Regions from separate parts of the Mus musculus genome. Here regions 2 and 3 are each linked to region 1. The links are chromatin contacts, called in public promoter capture Hi-C maps. All regions are on one chromosome and are shown on one strand. The core of a region is the stretch at or near the end of the contact, and the rest is flanking DNA. Distances in the headings are between cores, read along the strand shown.

Region 1 (4,063 bases), core at 1,012-3,511:
CAGTCATAGGGGGACTCTTACATTTCAGTAGAAGAAATATATTTAAAAAAAAATCAAAGAACCAAACAAAAGTATTTCAAAGTATTAGTGCCTATTCGCTCCCATAACACTGAAGTGGTCTCTCAACTCGTCTAACTTACAATGGTCCGACGAATGGATTCATTCAGTGTGGAGCTGTCATGTTCTTGAGCACGAGCTCTGGAGGGGATGGTAATCTCCCCTTCTATGGGAATGTCCTGAGAAATTGACACATCAGACAACCCTGCAAACTGAGAAAAGATTGGGGGAAAGAAAATTAAGCTTACAACTGCAAAATGTCTCAGAAACATCACCATTTTCTAGAGTTGGGCCTGGCTATTTAAGGTTTTGCGTAGTAACTAAAAGTAGCTCAACAGACATTGGGCAATACAACTAATTCCTAAACACTCCTAGTTAACACAGTAAGCCCTGTCTACACATGCATGCGTGCATGCGTACAAACTTGCACACGTACTTAAACACATCACAGGCATTACAGAACGGGGAACAGTCTGGAGTAAAGGGAAACTAAGAACAGCTAGGTAACCTGTAACTATGTGGCAGGAGGCATAATGTTTGCATTAGTTTACATATTTTCACTATTCTGTGGTGAGCTTCATCATTTTCCGAACGTCTAAACTTGGGTTTAGAGAGACTTTACTCAGGGTCACAACTGATCCATAAGATGGCCCAAATGACCTTATCCCTTCAGTGCTGGAGATTGGACCGAAAGGGTCTTACGTATGTAATGCACTCTCTTTCCCGCTGAGCTCCAGCCCCAGATTCAATATCCTCCTTTACAGTTTCATTCCTGGTGCCTAAAAGACTGCCTGGAACACTCTAGATGCTCGAGAAATATTTTTGCTGAAGAGATGAACAAATAGAGCTAGTAAGCAGAAGAGCTGGGACTTGAACCAAGTTCCCTTGCCTCTCAGTTCAGTTCTCTGTTACGCTGCCAATTTAAAACAAAAGAAATGAAAGCAGTTACTGAGCAAACAGTATATAAGCAAATACTGTTTGGGAAGAAGAACGACAGGGCGTAACAACGACTTCCTTATACTCCTCCACTCATGACTGTATTAGGCACTTCATAGAAGTTATGCCATTTTAAAGGCAGGTACCTTCTTTTCAGTTTAAGAGTCAAAAACACCCTTCACTGAAACGAAATGCTCAAACTCACAAAAGCTTCAGTGCGAATGCACTCTAGCTCACATGGGGTTAACTGTGAAGCCAGTGTTCTTAAAGCAGTATTGGTGGCTCTTAGTGACATATGTGTCATGAAGGGGATAGCAAGCACCTGCAAATAATAATTAGCTGCTTTGAGTCACCCACCGGGCAAGTAAAGGTTCCGGTTACAACCAATAAAACGACAACGTCCTGTGAGAAGCAGTTTCATTACTTGTGTAGTACTTCACAATGACTGGTGACAAGTCGTGATAAATGACAGCGATAGAGGATACTTCAGAAACCACTCCAAGCTCGGCATTTAACTCACTGTCAAAGAACCCCTAGAGTGTGGACAGACAGCGGAGAGTCTCAGAAAGGCACAGAAGGCCAGCGAATGGAAGGGAGATGCAGCTAACTCAAAGACCAGGTGTAGTGTCAGCTGGTTGTAGACGCCAAGGGCCTGCAAAGCCAAGAAGCTCTGGCTCTCTGATCCCGAAGCCTTCCCGACTCGCTTCCCGGGAGCTCTGCCTCGCCCTCAGTCCCTTCTGCCACTGTCCTCTTAACTCACCAGGGGCTTGGATGCCGCTGCCTCCTGTTCTCCCGGAGAGTCCTCCGCTTCCGCCATCTTGATAAACCTCCAACTGCTCCCCTCCCATGCGTCTCTGCGAAACCTGAGACGTGGAGACCGGGGCTGGTCAGCGCGCGGTCGCGTTAAGACGGCGTCACCGCCGGCGCCTGAGGCTGGCTGCTGCGGCGCCCAGCCGAGTTCCGGTGCTCCGGTAGCCTCCGAGGCTCGAGCGCGAGCCTATTTGCTCACTGTTTGGGGACGCAGTTTCGCTAGGGGGCGCTCCGCCTTCCACGCCCACTGAGAGTGCAGGCTAGAAGCGCCGGCTCGCCCAGCGGTGCCCCAGGCTCCAGCAAACTCCCAGCCGAACCCAATGGAGCCCAGTGATGCTCAGCTGAACCCAATCGAGCCCCGTGATGCTCAGCCGAACCCAATCGAGCCCAGAGGCCCCAGCCAAACTTAGCCGAGCCAAGTGGCATTCAGCCGAACCTAGCTGAACTTAGCCGAACTTAGCGGAACCTAGCGGTACACAGCCAAACACAATCGAGTCCAGAGGCTCCCAGCCAAACCTAGCAGAGCCCAGAGGTGCACAGCCGAACCTAGCCGGACACAGCAGAGCCCGGCAACGCACAGCGGAATACAATGGCGCTCAGAGGCGCCCAGCCGAACCTAGTAGGCACACAACCAAACCTAGCCGAATGAAGCCGAGCCCAATGGAGCCCAGAGGCTCCTGCTAAACTTAGCGGAGCCCAGTAGCGTTCAGCCAAGCCCAGCAATGCACAGCCGAACTTAGCCGAACCCAGCGGTGCACAGCCAAACACAATCGAGCCCAGAGGCTTCCAGCCGAACGTAGCAGAACCCAGAGGTGCACAGCCGAACCTAGCCGAACACAGCCGAGCCCAGCAGCGCACTACCGAACCTAGTCGGCTCACAGCCGAACGCAGCCGAGCCCAGCCGCTCACCACCGAACCTAGTCTGATCACAGCCTGACACAGCCGAACGCAGCCGAGCCCAGAGGCGAACAGCCGAAGCTAGTCGGTGCAAAGCCGAACGCAGCCGAGCCCAGCCGTGCACCACCGAACCTAGTCGGATCACAGCCGAGTGTAGCCGAACGTAGCCGAGCCCAGCGGGCACCGCCGAACCTAGTCGGATCACAGCCGAATGCAGCCGAGCCCAGCAGCGCACAGCTGAACCTATCTGAACGCAGCCAGCGGTGGCCTGCGGCACAGAGCCACACCTAGCCGAGCCCAGACAAACGAAGTCGAACGCATCGGCGTTCAGCCAAGCGCTGCCGAGACCAATGGCGCCCAGTCGATCCCAACCGAACCTAACCGCACCCAGCTGAGAGTAGGCTATCCCACCACCAGCGCCACTGCGGAGCAAAGCGGAGCACTGTGGATCCAAAACGCGCCCAACTAGGACCATCTGAAAGCAGCTGAGACTAGCAGCGCTTGACAGAACCAGTTCACCAGAAGTGGCTCTGAAGTGCCATTCCTCGTGTCCCCAAGAAAAAGGCCTCCGACTTCAAGTTGAAGAACCTGATCCCCTTGTCTACTGCCGTCCTTGCCTTACTAGTTCCCTGAGCTTCATAGCCAGCTTCCATCTCCTTCAAATCCTCAAACCTTTGTATTGTCTCCCCACAGGTCCTGCACAATTATTCTCTCTTTCATCTCCTATCAAGTGGGAGAGCTTCACTCCACTAACTTCCCAAAACCACTACAACTTTGAAGTTGCTAAGCTACTTGGTGGCAAGTACTGAAAATGTCCTTGATCAGTAGAGGCTCCTGGGGTGGGTAGTAGGCGGGGAATGGGTAGGAGTCAGCTACTGTAACCAAAAAAAAAAAAAAAAAAAAAAAGAAAGAAAGAAAAAGAAAAAAAAGAAAAAGTTAAAACAAACAAACAACAACAAAAAAACCACCCCTGCCGGGACCAACTTTCACCCCTACCTCATCCTGGCAAACAATCAAGATGTTTCTGACTCCTGGTTGCTCTGACTCACCTCTTACCCAAGGCTCCAGTGAGGTCAAACAAGAGAGCCATTGTTGGCATCATCAACATTCTCCCTATGCAGTAAAATGCACTGCTTTATATATTTGGATAGGTAATTCAGAAAGGAACCCAGGGAATAGATGGGAGGAGGAGATACGTGGACTGTGGAAAGCCAGACTTCCCAGAATAAGCTTCTGGGGATGGCTATTAGTTATTTTACTTAAATATTAGTACAGTAATTCTCCTTCAAACCAAGTAAAATTTCAGTCCTTAAACAAACACTCGTGGAAGTGATAACAGAGTTGAGGCTTTGCCAGGGCTGTG
Region 2 (4,063 bases), core at 649-3,148, 3.5 Mb after region 1:
GGTTTTGCAAAGCTGGAAAGCAGAGATCCAAGGAAATGTTATAGTCCGGCCATTCAAAGCAGGCTGGGGGAATGATTTCTACAGCAAAGCTATACTGAGTTAGCAGCAGGTTGCCATTCAATGTTTACTGAGATCCAGGCCTAGGACTCTGATTCTGATTCATATTGCAAATTTTTGGTGAAGATATCTAGAATCTCATTGAAGGTCATGAAATATTATAGAAAGGATTGAGTTGAACTGATCAAGTTTCTTACCTCTTTGGGAAAATCGAATAATTGGCTCCGATGGGAGACCAGGTTGGCCAAGGTCTCATAGCAAGTCTGAGGCAGAAAGAAGAGTAGATAGATGCCAGCCCTTAACAGCCACAACAATTCCTTAGCTTCACACAGGCAGTGGCAGCAGTCCACGTCTCACTAGTTCAGCTTCTGTGTATTTACAAGGTAGACAAGATCCAACAGGGCAACAGGTGACTATTCATTGGGGGTTGGAGGTGGGGACTGCCATTGTTTTCTAATCCTTCTCTGATCCTCACCCTCAATTCACTTCTCCCTCCCCTTTTAGACATTGAAGGAGTTTTCAAGCTGGGATTTCTGTACATTCCAGAGCTGGTTATACAACCGGATTCTTTGTTGCTCCAGCTCACCTGGCACTGGCAGTTACTAATGCCACTTAATGTCTTTAGGCTAGTTAGAGGCCTAAGCTCAGCTGGCCCGTTGCCACATTCCAGACACAGTAGCCTGTAAGGCTGGTCTGACAGGCCTCCTCAGTGTTCCTCAGTATGACCTCTGGTTAGGGCTCACACAAAACTTCTTTCCCTATCTAGAAAAGGGATCTGCACAGACCAGACTCACAATTGATGAAGTGTGCTCTGGAGATCTTTGTTTGTTTAATTTTGCTTTTGTTTTTGGAGACAGGGTTTCTCTGTATAGCCCTGGCTGTCCTGGAACTCACATTGTAGACCAGACTAGCCTCAGACTCAGAAATCCGCATGCCTCTGCCTCCCGAGTGCTGGGATTAAAGGCATGTGCCACCACTGCCCGCCTGGAGATCTTGAGAATCATTCCATGTTCGTTGGAAGGTATGGAATTTAGGTGAGAGGCCAACTATTGAAATAGTATACTCTAAAAACAGTTATTTTCCTAGGGAAGAAAAGTGAAAGGTACCCTGAAAGGTAAGTATAGGTCTATATTCCAAATATGTCCCAGTTACTGGCAGTCTAAGTAACGGAGGTGAAGTGCCTTTTCCCAGGCAGCACTGATGGTAGTTGACCTCAATCTTGCCTTCCCTAAGAGCCTGGGGCAAGCAAGGAAAGTGCAGGGCTAAGGAGCCAGGTGGTGTGGGGGTGGGAGGACCAAGAGGCAGGTCACTTTCCTGACAGGTGATTTCCTCTCTGGGAAGACCAGCCACCTGGCCCTGCTGCCACTCTTAATAATTAGCCAACCATGGTGCTAAAGGTTTCTGCAGGCCCCACAATCTCTGGCTCCTTCCTTTTCTCCCCCACTTCTCACAGCTAGTCTCGAACTGAGTGGAGAAACTCTTTGGTAGCAACCTGGGAGCAGTAGCGCAAAAGCACCAAGTTAAGGAATGAGGAATGTATGCAAAATCGAAACCGAGTTCCAAGAGTCTGGCAAGTCCCATTTGGGCGGGACTAGCTCCGGGAGTAGGGTGTGTAGCCACGCTGAAACCCGCCCCGCGTGGGAGCGGAAGTAGGGAGTCCCTGCAAGGGGTTCGACAACCTCTCCGCCCCCCTGCCAATACCACGCCCGATTTATTTGCATTTAAAGAGAGAAGCACCAAGGAAAACAGTGGGCGGGCGAGGGCATGCCTTCCAGCCGTCATGATTGGACTGTATGCCTGCCAATCATATCACGGACGTCCCACCCTATAACTGTGGAGTCCGGGGTGAAGGGGGTATGGGGGAGCTGCCCAGAGCCTGGAGAAGGGTAGTCGGCGCAGAAGACTGCTGTAGTCCCGGTGAAGGCTGCGGCAGGAGCAGTGGTGGCGTTCTCAGCAGAGGCTCCAGCTCAAATCGGAGCAGCGCAGCAGACAATAAACAGCGCTGGGAGCTGGACCTGGCAGGGTAAGCATTGCACACAGCTAAGAGCCATCCTGCTGAAGGTCTAGTGCATCCCCGCGTGCTCCGCTCTGGTCTCCTGGACTAGGGTTTCCAGAGCCTGGCTGATCGGAGTCCCAGCCTCTTGCTGGTCTTTCTTTGAACTCGCTTTGCGTACTGTCCAGCGAAGGGCCCAGCGGCCGTTAGTCTTTAGGGTCCGGGCGACCGTGGCTGGGGGGTGGGGTGGGAGGGCCGGAAGGCGGGCGGACTATCCTGGGCTACGCCTCTAGGTTGTAATGGGAGGCTGGGATGGGCCCACACGTGCTGTTGCGTGGTTCCGGGAAGGGCGCCGCTAGCCAGCACCCGGAGAACGCATTTGCAGGCCGGGAACTCCTTATCTTTGTTTGTAGTATATTTTCTGGAACAGCTGTTAGGCCGGTGCTGCTCACCCGCGAGGCCTTGCTGTGGCCCCTCCCCTCTGCGGTGCATCTCCTATGTCTCTCCTCTGCAGAGGAAGCTGGCGCGCTCGCTTATGGCCAGACTGAGACTGGCTTTAGGGTGGATTAAGATATCCACAGTCTGTTCCTCCTCAAGGGAGCACAGTTGGGTTTCTGAACTTCCCACTTATCCTGGAACCTTGGTCCTATGGTCCCAACCAGCCGCACCCCCTCCTGGGCCTCCAGTCTGTCGTTTGGCTCCCACCCCCATTGCAGGCGGGCTGGACCAGGAGCTCTTACTGGCCCTTGGGTTAGAGCTGCAAGGCCGCTTTGTTGCCGCCCCCACCCCCTACGCGCCTCTTTTCCCTTGTAGGGCATAGGGCGCGTTTTTTTTTCTTTTTCTCTCCAGCCTTTGGTTTAAAATAGCAATAGGCACAATATTGTGGGGGGATTTCCCTGCTAGAGGCGGAGGGGGCCGTCGTTGTAGTAAAGAACACACAGTATATATAAGGCAGACAAATCCTACAACTTCTCAGTTACTTAAAATACCCAGCCTGCCAGACTGCTGTCATTGTCTGCTGCAGACACCTCTGACACTGGTGACCGCCCAAAGGCGTGATTTCTCCTGAGCTCCCCTTTGAGGGGCTAAGCTTGCCAGATGAGCCATGGGAGGCAAAGGCGGCAGCGGGACTAATACAGCAGGACCATCCTCCCTGTCGCTGGACTCGCCTTGAGAGAAGTGTAGACAGCCCTGTTCGCATATGTCTTCTGCGTCTCTGGCTGGCCTGCCTCAGCAACACTGGTATGGACTGGTCTCCGGGCACTGCATTGTTGGACTTTCTGTCCTACCATTGGAGATTCCAACAAAGCCCATTCCTTCGAGTGCCCTACTCTGTGCACCACTCTGGACTATTAAGGCATTCCTGAAGAATAAGAGAGGGGATTTGACTAAGGGACTGTGCAGGCTGGACAGCTTTATAGTGGGGCATTGAGACCCAGTAAATAAATCTCTTACTTTGTAACGTTAACATGGGATATCTATCTATCTATCTATCTATCTATCTATCTATCTATCTATCTATAGATATAGCTATATAGACACACACACATACACCCAAGCTAGGATTGGGGATACCACATTATTTTCACCCCTACCTAATTGACCAGACCTCAACACATCTTTGCAGCTGGTCTTTTATTTCCAGCATCTGACTCTGCCCTGCTTTGACTTCAGTCCAGCACCTTTCCCACACTCAAACACTCTCATCCTACACTTGTCCAAGTCCCTCCCTTTCAGGCCTCAGTTCTCAACCAACTTTCTCTTTGGGGCATTTCAGGCTGCTTCTAGATGAGCAGACCTCTTGGAACTCCTGTACAGTTAAGTTTCACTGACTCTGCTTTGTTTCCCTTATATAGGTATTTAGGTTCTCTCAGAACCCTCATAGGGGTAAATAAAGCCTAGGCCTCAGCTACAACCCTCTAGGATCCTAGATTTATAAAGCAATTAATGAGTGAATGTTCCAGAAGGACTTTCTGTCTTTGTAGAACTTTAGAAAAGACCTTTATCCTCCCA
Region 3 (4,063 bases), core at 928-3,427, 3.3 Mb before region 1:
ATAAACATGCAATACTGTGCCCCATAAATCTGTACACTTGGTATATATCAATTAAAATAAAACTAGGGCCGGGCAGTGGTGGCACACGCCTTTAATCCCAGCACTTGGGAGGTAGAGGCAGGTGGATCTCTGAGTTCGAGGCCAGCCTGGTCTACAGAGTGAGTTCCAGGACAGCCAGGGCTACACAGAGAAACCCTGTCTCGAAAAACAAACAAACAAACAAACAAACAAATAAGGGGCAGGAGAGATGACTCAGTGGTTAAGAGCACTGACTGCTCTTCCAAAGGTCCTGAGTTCAAATCCCAGCAACCACATGGTGGCTCACAACCATCCATAATGAGATCTGATGCCCTCTCTTCTTGTGTGTCTGAAGACAGTGATAGTGTACTCACATATAATAATAAATAAATCTTTAAAAAAGAAGAGGAAGAAAAGAAATAAAACTATAGGCTGGCCATAGTGGCACATGCCTATCATCCCAGACCCTGGGACAGGAGACTGAGGTGCATATTTTACATATGAAAGCAGACCTGGCCTCCAGATTCTCCCCGCATCCCTCAATCCCTAGCTGGCAGACCCTGCCCCCAAGCCTGAACTTCCCAGCCCAGGAGGTGAGCTGCCTTTTCCCCAGAAGCTCCCTATATAATCCAGATATTTTCCTCTCTCTCTCTCCCCTCTCTCCTCTCTCTCTCCCCCTCCCTCCCTCTCTCTCCTCTCTTCCTCCTCTCCCCCTCTCTTTTCCCTTCCCTCTTCCCACTCTCCTGTCTCTTCCCCCTCCCCCTCTGTTTCCCCTGCCCTCTGTTTTCCCCTCCCCCTCTCTCTCCTCCCCTCTTTCTTCCCTCTCCCCTCTCTTCCCCCTCCCCCCATCTCTTCCTTCCCATTGTGACTCCCCTAGCCTCAGTCCTTGGGGCCAGTGAACTTGCCCGAGAGCACCTTTCCAATAAACCTGCATTTAATATAATCTAATTCTGCTTGATTTGTCTCATTTCACCTACAGTGGCGAAGTAACGTATCACCCAGCACTTGGGAAGATGAGGCAGATGACCTCTCTCAAGCTGCAGGTCAGCCTAGCCTGTCTAGAAGAGCCTGTCTCAAAAGTTAAAAATAAAGATATAGTCTGCTTGCTTGTACTATATAGACTGTGGGGGTGCATGCCTGTAACTCAACTCTCAGCAGAAAAATGATGAGTCTGAGACTACCCTGGCTTACATAATGAGGCTCTGTCTCAAGATGTATATTTCAGTTTGAGGCCAGCCTGGTATACAGAGTGAGTTCCAGGACAGCCAACGCTGCACAGAGAAATCCTGTCTCGAACCCCCCCCCCAAAATGTATATTTCATTTGCATATATATATATATATATATGAAAAAGTGACTCATTCCCTAGCAGCCACTAATGATAACAAATAAATGATAACAACTGCACACACACATATGAGAGAGAGGGGAGGGACAGGAGAAAGAGGAAAGGTGAGGCTGAAAAATACCCCTTTCATAATAGTTTGAAGGGACTGGATCTTTGGGTTTATGATGGGCAGACTTCATCGACCTGTGGGAGGCCACAGATAACTAAGAGAGCAGAAAATGGTGAATGAAGGGCAGCCAGTGCCACCACTCTAACACAGCAGCTTCAAAAGTAGAACAGCTAGGTCTACATACTGGCTAGGCAAAACCAGATACTCTCTAATGTTCCCTCTCTTCCACTTACAGTACAATAAATGTCAAATGTGTTCTACAGGAGTGGATGCGCAGGATGCCAGGTTCAAGCAGAGAGCCTACCATCTCACCCTGGATGGCTCAGTGCCTCAGCAATCTTTACAAAAGCAAAGAGAAACATGCCGTTGGCCAAACCTTTCGCTTAGCATGGGGCTGGCTGATTGGACTGGTAACTCTGGAAGATTAGAGAAACTTTGTATAAGAAAAGTATCGAGTATTAAAATGTATCTTTTTATCACTCAGCCATCTAACAGAACTCTCCTTGCGGGCAGTTATCTGGTGCGATTGGTCTGGGTATCCCCAGCACTCATCACTCGGCACAAAGAAGAGAAAGGACTGAGGAAAAACAGTTTTTGGGAGATTCTCTCAGCCTCAGTTTCCCAGCCTGGGACCTCTGACCTCCCACCAGCAGATGGCAAGAGAGAGTCCCCGCCCGCTGGGAAAGTCTGAGGCTGGGCGGAGCAACCCAGGCTCCAGCGCGCGCGCAGCCTCCGACCCTAATTTCTTCGTTCGCCGGAAGAAGGCGAGTCTCTTTCCGTTCCTAGCGCAGCCATGGTAAGGCAGGGGTACAGCGAGCTCTTGGGTTGCATCGGCTTCCATCCTCCCTGACCGATGCTGCCCGGGTTATCAGGGCTCCCGCGGTCGACTACAGGGTGGAGGCGAAAGCAGCTCTGCTGCAGGCTGGCAGAGATGGGCTTGGCGGCAAGGGAGAATACTGGTCTGAGCTAGGATGGGAAGTCTGCCGCAGAGGGCAAGCAAGGCCTTGGGCTTAATCACACATCCCCTTGCCCAGGGAGAAATGCTTTTCCACTTGGGGAAGAACTTCGAGGGCCCGGGAGTGCAGATTGAAGCTTTGGGCATGTGGGCGCAGGGTCTGCTTGAAGGATTAGCTCTTACTTGTGCATTTGTCTATCTTTTGGCACGGACTTACTTTATATGTTGTGTAGCTGGTAAGTGTACGAAGCATTACAAAAAGCTTCCTTCCGCTTTCGAATGTGAAACTTCGACTCTTTAGTATACAAAGGAGCAGTACACGTGGTAGTGCCAGTGCCGGAGTTAGAGTTTATCTTTGTACCAGAAACCTTCGATCCAGATGGCTGTGTTCTAATACTATACTTTTCGATTGACAATTGAGATACGGTCCTGGGCCATTTTCTGTCCCTATCTGCCTGTGCGTCTAGGGTTGAATCACTGGGTAATTCGCAAGTGTGCTATGAAAGGCTAATTTTTGTGAGCAGGCATAATGGAGACATCTGGCATAACTGTAAAAAATGGGAATCGCTAAGGTGCGAATACTGGGTTTGGCCTATTGATGCTTATCTGTCTTTTCTACGTTTTACTGGGACCCGGCGCTTTCAATATTGCCCACATTTTGTTAATTGGGAAAGTTCGAAAGTCAGTTCATTGAAGGATTTACGCCGTAGGCTTTGCTGGAAAGACCTGAAACAATGTAACAACGTTACTTTGAAAACTTCTTCCAGGCTCGTGGTCCCAAGAAACACCTGAAGCGTGTAGCTGCTCCAAAACATTGGATGCTGGATAAGTTGACTGGCGTGTTTGTAAGTATTGTGGTGTGAAAGGTAGACATACCTTTAACAAGCATATTTGTGGAGTTGAATGTAGAGAATCTTTGGCTGTCTTAAAGACCTGTGTCCTACCTCAATTTTGATACATCTGTTTCATCTACTCCATGTATTCCATAGTACACTGATGGTGGATACATAGACTCAGGTCTCAAAGTAGCAGGCCTCATTCTTTGGAGGAGAAAATGTTGAGGAATCTTCTAGCGACCCCCCCCCCATGTAAAATAACCCAAGTTTTGGTGTAGTAATTTTCCTAAAACTTTCCAGGCTCCTCGTCCATCCACTGGTCCTCACAAGCTGAGGGAATGCCTGCCTCTCATCATTTTCCTAAGGAACAGACTTAAGTATGCCCTGACTGGAGATGAAGTAAAAAAGATTTGCATGCAGCGATTCATTAAGATTGATGGGAAAGTCAGGACCGATATAACCTACCCTGCTGGGTTTATGGGTGAGTAATCAGGATCGGTAGTGGCCACAGGCCCTTAACTCCCAATAGTGGCAGGTGACTGGGAAAGTGCCAGGCTTTCCTGGTCTTCGTCTTCACCCCTACCCTGGCACGGTAATATGGAGAGGTTTGGCTACTGGGCTTTTATTCCTTTTTAAATTTTGAATTTCTTGCTACTCTCCCATACAGACCTACTGGATCAGAATCTCTGTTGGGCTGTTACTTAAATATTGTGGGGATAGCTTCTGAAACCCAAATTCCCATTTAAAGTTTATGTGGAGTCTTGATAAAATGGGCTCACACACACACATCCCCCAGCT

The links. Promoter capture Hi-C pulls out the DNA fragments that hold promoters and counts their contacts.
Region 2: a promoter capture Hi-C map of pre-B cells shows a contact between it and region 1. The contact joins the promoter of Amer1 here to the promoter of Yipf6 in region 1. A contact is called at or near these places in 1 of 39 promoter capture datasets (pre-B cells) and 1 of 484 Hi-C or Micro-C datasets (CD4 T cells).
Region 3: a contact with region 1 is called in a promoter capture Hi-C map of liver, with 4 times the contacts expected there. The contact joins the promoter of Rps4x here to the promoter of Yipf6 in region 1. A contact is called at or near these places in 3 of 39 promoter capture datasets (erythroid cells, liver and pre-B cells).

Annotation. Positions count from the first base shown.
Region 1 is chrX:98,935,979-98,940,041 of GRCm38.p6, reverse strand. Yipf6 (Yip1 domain family, member 6) reads right to left here and starts at 2,261. Exons shown (of 7, transcript NM_207633.2): 1 at 1,754-2,261; 2 at 141-269. The coding sequence starts at 1,810.
Region 2 is chrX:95,442,675-95,446,737 of GRCm38.p6, reverse strand. Amer1 (APC membrane recruitment 1) reads left to right here and starts at 1,898. Exons shown (of 2, transcript NM_175179.4): 1 at 1,898-2,080.
Region 3 is chrX:102,187,505-102,191,567 of GRCm38.p6, reverse strand. It overlaps Rps4x (ribosomal protein S4, X-linked), which reads left to right and starts at 2,177. Exons shown (of 7, transcript NM_009094.2): 1 at 2,177-2,270; 2 at 3,197-3,274; 3 at 3,566-3,746. The coding sequence starts at 2,268.